Regions from separate parts of the Mus musculus genome. Here region 1 is linked to region 2. Evidence: chromatin contacts called from public HiChIP or PLAC-seq data. All regions are on one chromosome and are shown on one strand. Each heading gives the region's core, a stretch centred on a gene start, on an enhancer-like site or on the middle of the called end of the contact. The rest is flanking DNA. Distances are from core to core; before and after follow the strand shown. Region 1 overlaps Oxr1 (oxidation resistance 1). Region 2 has its middle 13 kb from the start of Gm41312.

What was found. HiChIP or PLAC-seq counts read pairs in DNA pulled down with a chosen protein or histone mark.
Region 1: a contact with region 2 is called in an H3K27ac HiChIP or PLAC-seq map of embryonic stem cells, with 9 times the contacts expected there. The contact joins two enhancer-like sites. A contact is called at or near these places in 1 of 15 datasets of contacts at CTCF or cohesin (the NIH/3T3 cell line), 2 of 115 datasets of contacts at active chromatin or transcription factors (both in embryonic stem cells) and 1 of 9 other capture datasets (embryonic stem cells).

What each region holds. Positions count from the first base shown.
Region 1 is chr15:41,740,273-41,745,648 of GRCm38.p6, forward strand. All of the region lies in intron 3 of Oxr1 (oxidation resistance 1), which reads left to right. Among named protein-coding and RNA genes, the nearest start is that of Abra, 130 kb to the right of the region's middle. Within about 2 kb of position 1,804, at least 29 of the 459 cell types and tissues checked have an H3K27ac peak or open chromatin away from gene starts, as enhancers often do. A contact at or near this core is called in embryonic stem cells, where this site is marked.
Region 2 is chr15:41,327,436-41,332,503 of GRCm38.p6, forward strand. No RefSeq gene overlaps it. Among named protein-coding and RNA genes, the nearest start is that of Gm41312, 13 kb to the left of the region's middle. Within about 2 kb of position 2,831, at least 18 of the 459 cell types and tissues checked have an H3K27ac peak or open chromatin away from gene starts, as enhancers often do. A contact at or near this core is called in embryonic stem cells, where this site is marked.

The DNA.
Region 1 (5,376 bases), core at 554-3,053, 410 kb after region 2:
GTATGCCTTGTAATATTTAGGTAAGTGGATGCCAACTGACCAGTGTCCCAGAAACTAAGAGAGCCCAAAGCTCCAGCTCACTGAGTTTCGACACCTTGTGCAAACACTAGTTTGGGCACTCTGCCTAGAAATTTGGGGGATAAAAGAACAACGCCGTTGTCCTATCTAACCTAGAGCCTTGTTGTCTGAAGCAGCTGCCCCTTCCCCTCTTTGCATGCCTTTCTTAAGGGCACTATACTACTACACTAACAACTTACTTAGATACAGAAGTTGAATGCTCACTCCGCTATCAAAGTTAAAGCTCCATACACCCAGCTCTGAGGTTGGCAACTCTCCCCAGTAGTCCACGTGTGTTTGAACTCATCTCCAGACTTCTAATACATTTCTTTGGCTCACACCATCTCTCTCTGTTGTGAGAGAAGCACAACTATTCTCTCCTGTGCATGTGAACATTTGGAGTCAAATGCTATCTTGTAGACCCTAGTGCTTTCTGCTCTTTCCTGATGATGTTCCAATGTAATCAATCACCTGGGAGACATACTTCGCCTTTCTTCATTGTTAAATAGGCTTCCTGTGCTTGTGCTCCGGCAGCTGTTTTTTTTTGTTGTTGTTTGTTTGTTTTGTTTTTTGTTTTTGTTTTGTTTTGTTTTTTTCCGAGACAGGGTTTCTCCATATTGTCCTGGCTGTCTGGCTGTCCTGGAACTCACTCTGTAGACCAGGCTGGCCTTGAACTCAGAAATTCACCTGCCTCTGCCTCCCAAGTGCTGGGATTAAAGGCGTGCACCACCACGCCTGGCTTCCTGTAGCAGTTTTTAAAAGGGTCCATGTCATATGGAAGGAGCATCTACTGAGATGGATGCATTCCAGTAATGACCTTGGCTGGTTGCTAATGCGTGCAAGCATGGAGCCACCTTCCGTCTACAGATGAAGCCTTCTGTCCCCTGCTTTCCTTCCTCCACTGACTGTGCCAGCAACCTGAAGAAGGCTCAGTTCTCTTCTCTCCCCTGATTCTGCCTTCAGTCTCTCTTCTGCCTTGTATTGGATCAGCCCTTGTTAGTGTGTTAAAGGGTACTAGGAGCTATTTCAAGCACCCACCATATGCCAGCCCCTGTGTTTAAGATATTCTGCATATATTGTCTCCTTCAATCCTAATTTAATACCTTAGTGGGTAGATATTATTTCTCTCTCTCTTTTGTACTCTAGATGCAACTGGGGCACATAGACCTTTATGTTGTCCAGAAAAAGCAATGAGGTAACAGTAGCAGGGAGAATTCAATCTCAGATTCACCAGATTTCAAAGCCCCTATTGTTTACCTATTCTCTATGAGCCTGTTATTCAGTTCTGGTTTTAAGGCATGCATCTCTTTCTTGCTGGAGTTCATGGATTCTGTGGCAGATTTCTCAGAGACCCTAATGACAGATGTATTCTTGTTCATGTTGGTGGCGGTTCCTGTGGGCAGCTAAGGACTCCAGTGTGTACTGTTTTGATCACTGGACAAACATCTTCCTTGTAGGTGGTTGTGCAGATCAATCCAGGTACATTTCTCAAAGTTTCTATGTTGAACCGCAGTTAAAGAAGGAAGAAAATTTTCAGGTGTGGGTGACTTTGAGCCAAAATCACCTAAATTAGGATCCTAGTGAAGGAAAATGATCCTGACAAATCCATTCCTTTTTAACTAAAGATCAACCTTTAGTGTAACCAATGGCAGGCCAAAACTTGCTTTTCTTCTTTGAACAAAACACCCACAAAGGGAAACAGAAACCAGTTTAGCAGCTTCACTAGGGCGTTCAGAGGCTTCCTGTAACTAAAGCTTCCCATTGTGCCTCAGGTCCTGGTAAACTGGGAATGCTTCCTCCTCTAGACTCCTTGCTGCAAGACCACAAATTTACTTCTGCCAATGCTTTATATCCTGCCTTTCCTTAGTAGGAATCTGAATCTTAAATACTATTTGGTCGGTCGAGTGGGCTTTGTACCTCGGTCCAGTACTCTACCTCATCCTTTGTTTATTTTGACAGCACTTAAGGAGAGAGAGGGTGGGGCGGGAGGGAGGGGGATGGGGAGGAAAGGGGGAGGGAGAGAGGGAGAGGGAGAGAAAACAATCCTTTAATCCCAGGACTAGGGAGGCAGAGGCAGGCAGATCTCTCTGAGTTTGAGCCCAACTATGTCTACAGAGAGAGGTCCAGGACAGCCAGGACTACATAGGGAAACCTGTTTCCAACCTGCCTCACCCCTCTAAGAGGAAAAAACAAACAAACAAGAGAACAAAGTGCAACTTAAATAGCATAATAGCATGGTCTCCTGTCTCGAAAAAATAAAAAAACAAACAAACAAACAAACAAAAAAACCCCACTTTCTAGATCTTATGTTTTCCTACTCATGAAACAGCATAAAATCAAGTGCCACATACTAAAAAGGTCCATCTGGGAACATAGTATCCTTGTCCTTGTCTTCTCTAGATAGATGGGAAAGTTACAAGAAATGACCGTTTTATATATATATACATACATATATATATATATATACACACACACACACACACACACACCCTAAATTCATGAATTATACTGATTACTTAAATATCTGCATTTTCCTTCCTGTGAGAGACATAACAAGGTTTGGAGGATATATATATATATATATATATATATATATATATATATATATATATATATACATACATATATATATGTATATATATATATATATATATATATATATATACATATATATGAAAATCATCCTATATACAGTTGGGGAAGCTGAAAAAATACACCTTATCCTGAAAATTAATGCAGCCTAGAGTTATTAATGGACGAGTAGTCAAAACTGGGACAGAGACATGAGATTATTAAGAAGTATATTAAATCAATGTAGAATTTACTCAAATCTAAACGTTACATTGTGTTATTTTTTAAGCATGAATAACCATAAGAAATATGCATTTAAGTAAATGAGGTAGAGGACTACAATGTGTGTAATTTGTTGTCAAATAAGTCAGCAAATATTTTTCTGTGTGTGTGTGTGTGTGTGTGTGTACGCGCGCACGCGTGCGTGTGTATGTGTGTGTGTGTGTGCACATACAAATGTGCATGTGTATGTGGAGGAGAGAAAACCCAAACAGAAAGTAAGTGGGATAAAACAGTGATAGTGCTGAGTCTAAATACAAACTGTATAAGAACACTTTGCCCCTAGGTAATATCAGTTCATATCTAAGATGCTGCCATCTAAATTACTCACCCTGAAGATTATTACAAACTTTAGACCAATATCTCCAACTGTTACTTAGTCATGTCCATTAGGATACACCAGAGGTACTCCAATATTAGCCTTTCAAAGTTGATTTTATATCATTTGCCCTTTAAACTCATTTCCTTCTCCATTCTCTAGTGCCAAACTAGTTCTTTCCTCTCCCTTCCAAGGCCCAACAAACATTGCCACAACTAGCCAAAAAATAGAAAATAATTAAAAATTAAAAAAAAATCAAGCCACCCTCTAAAGCCTCCTGAATTAATTCACCTCTCTTAATCCCTACTGCCATAATTGTGCTTCATAGAGCACACAGATTACAACCATCAGCTCAGAGGTGGTCTCCTATATTCAGGACATATCTCTCTGTAACCCATTACATGACTTATGGTTAATTTCTAAAGGTCAAATCTGATTCCATTAATGCTCTGCTTAAAATCCTAATTGTATCCCTGTGGCTCTGAGATTAAAATCAAAATTGTCAAAAATAATTTACAAGCTCTATGAAGGCACTTGTTTCCTAGAATGTCATCTCTCTCCTATTTTCTGTCCCCTCGAAGCCACAGTGGGCTTCATCATGAGTTGGTCTTTGTGCCTTGAACACTTTCTCCATGCCACCCCACCCTCATAAAAGCTAATCTTTTAATAATATAATCCCATTTACTTGATCTATTAGTACTTTTAAATCACAATTTAGATGATGTCAGTTAACACATGCTACCCAAAGTATGATTAATTTAGAAGGAAATTTAAAATATAATACCATTATTATTCATACATTGATTAATCTGGCATATATCAATTGTGCTTTCAATCAGTTCAATTTTCTATAAATATTTCTTGAACACCTGCTGAATGGCTACGTGTGTTTGGGTCATAAAGCAGGCATGCTTTGCTATCTGACAGTATTGGTTTAGATGCAGGGACTGTATTGAACATCTCCGTGCTTAAATCTTACTCAAGTTAACTAGCCATAAATCAATATGTATCACTTGGCGGTAAGTGTTTGGAAGAAAACGTCATACAGAGGGGTACAGGTGCTTTCTGATACACATCAGTAGTCAGAAGAGCTCTCGGATCAGAGAGCATGCAGCCAGAGGCTTGGATAAAATGAAGAACATTCAAGGAGTGCAGGAACTGCAATGCCAAAGCCAGCTGGCAACATGCTCAGCTTGTTCCTAGTGATAGTAAAGGACTAGTAAACATGCCCACAGTGCAAAAAAGCACTGGTGAGGAGCTCTATGGGGGCAGAACCTGCTCTCTTAAACAGAGAACTCACTCTGTTGGTTCTAATGCAACCTTGGTATTAATTTCAATTGTCCTAAAGATATTCTGTGTAAACAGAGACAACAAATTGAACTGCAGTTTGTGAGAAGGAAAGAACATTGGGGACAAAGGCAAATAGAAACAGACTCCCTAGTGCAATACTGTTGCCCAAAGGGTTGGGAACAGAGCCCAGAACACCAGAAGCAATGTTGGGAATACAGCAGCCAGTAGATCAAAGCTCTGGTCACTCGCAAACCAGTGATAATGCCTTCTCTCTTTCCTCCGACCTTTTCCAGCCCTATTCCTTCCTGCCTGCTTCAATCCTGAGATAAGCCACAGCCGATTCTTTCCCAGCCTTTAGGTGGTGGTGGAGAGAGTTCTTTTTGCCTTTGAACTCCAGCAATGATTTTTCGTTTGTTTGTTGTTGGGAAGTATAATAAATGGTTTTCAAATATAATATAATGATGTTCAGTTTCTCACTGTTTCCAGACACATGTTCAAAATAGAGCTAATGTGGTTGAATTCTGCTTTGTGTACATTCTGTATGGTAAAAATAAAAACGAGGAGATATAAATACAGCTTATGATAGAATGCATAGTGAGAATGCCTGAGACCCTAGTCTGCAGGTAAATAAAACAGGAGAAATCCTTATGTTTTTCAAAAGACAACAGTCTTTCTCCAATACACCTGAAAGATCTGAACTGATTTCTCAGATGACTTCTAGTCCATTTTCTTTTCTTATTGGTTAGTATCCAATCGTTAGGTGCTCATTTCACTTTATATATATTTCATCTCTGTGTAATGTCCATAATCTTTACGTACAAAATGTGATGAGAATATGATTTCAAGTTTGTGTTAAATAA
Region 2 (5,068 bases), core at 1,581-4,080:
ATCAAATGCTAGCAGAGTCAGTAAGTTCACTCAGGGTAAATTATTGGGAGCTTGATGGTTTTTCGAAGGAAAAACCAGCCAAAAATGGAAGAAGAATGGTTTCTCCTATTATCAAGAATGAACATATTTTAATTACATTCCAACCACCTGAAATTCCTCTTTGCAGTATCTCTGTATTGGGACCAACTTTTATTCTTACTGTTTTCATTATGTTTTTACCTCAAAAAAAAATCTATACTTTTAAAAAATCTTTTCCTGAAAAGAAGTATTCCACAATTTCTGAATCACAATAAGAATCAATGTCTGGAGACTTATGACAAGATAAAATCTCATTTTTTCTAAGATCATTTTCTCCTATTTTTATATCTCTATTTACATAAATTGCGTCATTCTCATTTTTAAATGATGTATTCTAAACAGAATTCTACATATATTAAGTTTCTGGCAAGCACTGTGCTAGTCTGAAAAAAGAAAAGCTGATATCCCACATATGTATCCCTTTCCTAATCCCTAGAAGCTGTGAATGTTACCTTACATATCGAAAAGTGAACATCCATCTTATCTTCAATATAACTCTTTATAGATGTAAGATCTTCAGACTAAGATGTCATTCTGGATTGTTCTAGGATCTGGCTGTCATTACAGTATCTTCAGGAGAAAGAGGCAAAGGACAGCTTTGCACATAAGCACATGTGTGCACACACATGCAGATACACTGCTTACATACAAGGCTTTATATATAAACAAATACATATATGTACACACATGTATGCACACATGTTTACAAACAAGGTTTTATATATAACCAAACACATGTAAGCACACACATAGGCACCAATGCACAAGAAAGTGAATTAGAGTCAGAGGAGATTGGGTAACATGAAGCAAAAAAAAACAAAAAACAAAAAACATTAATTTCAGGGTCTGGTAGTCAGAATCATAGGCCAAATTTATTGGAGTTTGTTATAATAACTCACAAAAATTATTTTAGCTGTTTGATGTCTTTAATTTAAAATTTAAAAATATATCCAGGAGGAAGCCTTAGTAGCTAATATATTCATGTCTTGTCATTTAGAGGAAGAGCTGAACTAGTAATTCAATCCACTAAGATTTGTTTTAGATTGACATTTTTAGTAAGTCACATGAAGGCTGAAGGCAAATCAATACAAATTATATGATTCCAGTTTGAAATCCTGAAGTACTTCCAGCTCAACTGCATGTTGATCAGCAACCAGTAAAGTCAGTTGTCACTGAGGTTCCCAAATGGGTGAGCAGCATATAAAAGTCTTACCAGTTTCAATTACATACAATTTTGCTTAGCTTATTGTATATATCTACTAATTAAAATGTATGATTGGAGAGAATTTTTCAATAATCCAACTAAACTAAAATTTTATTTATCTATATTTTCTAATTTATAGTCATTCTGAAATTAATGTTTGTGTTGGCTTCCACTGTAATGAACACCAAAGAGTTTGTCAAGCTTGGACAAGGACATCTTTCACCAGCCATTTATAGACCTCATCTCCAATCCAAAGTCAATTTGAATAGTTCCATATTTGCATCTTATAAATGAGGTAAATGAGAACTTGGAAGATAAGGTAAATTTTCTGAATGGAACAAAGTTACTGGCCAGTTTAGTTTAGAAGTTTAAAGTCCTTTGACCTCTTAGCTTCCGTAATCTTTACACTAATCAACCTTCCAGTAAATTCTGATACCTGCTGGCTAATGGGGTTTCAATATTGCTTTTGTTTTTGTTTTGTTTCAGGGATACAGGGGTTGAGGGAATGGGTGAGGAAGGACAGGAGAGGATCTGGGAACATTGGGTGTAGTCTTGGATTTTTTTCCACAACTTACTTTATTTGGGGTTCTTAAACAATTCTACATCCCTCTAACCCACCAACCAGAGGTAGGGGAAAAACAAGGTTAATAAGTAAAGGTTGTTGGGGACCAGTTTAGAAGTAGTTCCTTGGGGCTATGCTACTCTTCATGGTCAAGATACCAGCAGTTCTGTTCAGTAGTAAACACCAAACACCAATCAATAGTGGCAGCAGCCTGATTCAGCAGAAACAGCAAGGTTCTGCTGAGTCTGAATGAGTCAGCAAAAGCTGTCAGAATTAGCCAGAATGCCCCGAGAAGTTCTTTTGTGCATATGCTTTCTATGAAGTGAAGACCAGTAAAGACCAACAAAGACCATCAAAGACCAATGAAGCACTGTACCGCAGAGCAATGCAATAGCATCCTCTCACTGTTTATGGGGTTCCATTTATATTCTTTCTAAACATCACATGCCTTCTCAAGTGTCTGATTTCAGCAAAATATCACATGCCTTCTCACAAGACACTTTCCAGAAAAACATCATGTGACACAACTGAATTGATAAAGAAACCAGAAATTTCTACTTCACTGGGAGAAGAGAAAGTAGGATCAAAATATATTGTATGAAAAAAATTAATAAAATAAAACAAATAACTTGCAATAGAGTGGGACTTGAGTCTGTCTTTGGCCTTTTCTCTTTCTCTGTTCTGAAATACAATACAGGGCTCAGGGATACCTGGAGATCCCATGCCAATTTCTCAGGGGAGATCCCATCCCTCTGAGAAAGCACAACACACAACTGATCTGGATAAAAGGGGACGGAAAGAGAGCAAGGACCTGGAGAAGGGGTAGAGGCAGGCAGACAGGAGCAGAGCCAGAGGGCAGAGAAAGAGAAGTGAGGCAGAGAAGGACAGAAAAGAAGGACAGAAAGGGCAAGAGAGAAATGGCCAGGAACACTTGGGAACAGAGAAAGAGAACTGGAGTAGGAAACAGTCCTTGTATATGCTGCCCACACCTGGCAGTGGCAGGTGATTGCAGCTGATGATGATGCAATCCATTGCTAGGACCCTGGGAAGAGCCTAGTGGAATGTTGTGTAAGCCAACACTCTACCTCGTATCCCATCTCTTCTCCCTTCTCTGCTTTTGCCTTCAAAGTGTCGTTGAGTTGGCCTGTGATATGTTATTCTCCACCAGTAATATGAGCCAACTCAAGTCAGATTAATGTACATAAAGGCAGGTTTATTGTGAATTCACTTTCAGGCTGGCTGAAAGACAAAGACAGGGAAAAGAGGCAAAGAAAGAAATAAAGTGTGAATGGAGAGAGAGAGGGAGAGGGAGAGGGGGGGAGAGAGAGGGAGAGAGAACAAAATTTCTATATTATATAGGGAAAAGTTTCAGAAGGAGTGGAAGCCAAGCCCCTGGGCTGAAGAGTTCAGGGTTATGGGCAGGGTATTCCAGGTAAGGACTAAAGGATGCTGGGAAAACCTGGAGCCCAGGTCTACTTTGGTACATTAAATATGTACTTCAGATATTTATCCATATCGGAAATCCAACATCCAGTATGTATAATCAGTAATGTATCTAATCACAAAAGAATTAGGAATGAAGTTACATTACTTAGAGTAAATACTACATGTTCTTACTTTATCTTATATGTTCTATTGTGCCTCAGATTATCTCATTCTAAAACTGCCAATTTTACTTAGGAAATTATTATCTATTTCTCTTTTCTTTTTTTATTATCAGGAGTGTTCATTTTCTAGGTGTCCAACTTAAAGTATCTTCATGTCATTCACAACTCTTTCTCATATCACCGTTATACAACATGCACACACAACTGCTTACCAAATTCAATCATCACTCCTATCTAAAATGACAGTCTAACTGTTAAGTTGGTTTCACAGACCTATTAAAAAATCTAATAGACAATCATTCCCTACAGTGCATTGATACACAAATGTACATAGGGTTTCACAGAGGTCATAGATACCATGAAACAGAGCCTCACTCCCCAGACTCAAAACCTTTCTCTTCATTGAGCATTTTCTCCTTCTGTGTCAGATGTTGCCACCCTTTCTGTCATCTTTTATCTGCTCTTCCTTTTGTCTCAAGTATATTTATTAAGAAGATTTAAATATAAACATTCTAGAAGAAACCTCGGAGCATTCCAAGCCCTGGACATGGCACCTTGCAGTCAGCACACAATCTGCAAAGAATTACATATGCCCTATGTGTCTCTTCCCAGCTCAGTCCAGTGATCTCAGATGGGCAGATTGGTTTGAAGTCTCTATAGTGAAGGACTGTAAACCAAACTGATTTCTATTATATAAAATTTACCAGCACAATACTGCCTGTATTTTCAAAGGCTCATGTTTCACATGGCCTAAAGTCAAGTTTTACAGCATGTACAACCTCTATAATCTATCCTTAAACTTCATGTCTAGCTCATTTTGCACCTTTCTCTGTGGACTGTATACCATAGTCCCATAATTCAGAAGCACACTGGGCTGCTTTCCCAGTTGGCTTTTCGCATCACAACACAGCATGTGCCAGGCTCAACACCAACAAACCCTCCTCTTAATGCCCACATCTGCTTTACCTAGTGTGAACCAAAGCATTGACCTTTCTTCCATCTCTTTCACTCAAAAATCCATCCATATTTAGAGACTAATAACAACACTTCACTCTTCTCATGGCCTTTACCAACTGTTTAAAAGACTTTTACTGAGCCCCAATCCAGGCATTGACAATACAGCTCTGTCTACTCTAATTTTATTATAAATTCCATCCAGGCAGTGACTGCATTATTAGATTATCCAGATTTACCTTCCATGTATAGATGTTTCTCTATTATAGACATGATATGCAATAAAGTTTGTTGAATTTAATCAAAAGCCTTTCTGGTTCTTATACAATGCAATATTCTTTGTTTCCTCTTATTTTTCAGTACTAAATACCAAACCCAAGCTATCATGAATTCTATTCAAACACTCAACCACTGCCTAACTCATTAGGTAAAAGTCTAGGCAATAAAACAGGAATGAATGCTAAATATGTGCCGCTGCTAAGATTCAGACAAGCTGAACAGTAGATGAACAGTGAGCAGAGTAGAAGCCTATGCCTTTAAGTCAAGCAGACAACCTCTGGGTAAGTAATCCCTTGAAGGTTAATTTGTAGCCTCTGTTTCTAACATCATTTGATTCTGAGCTGTGACCTCCTACTGAGGACAGTTTTAGACCAAGTTACTTTT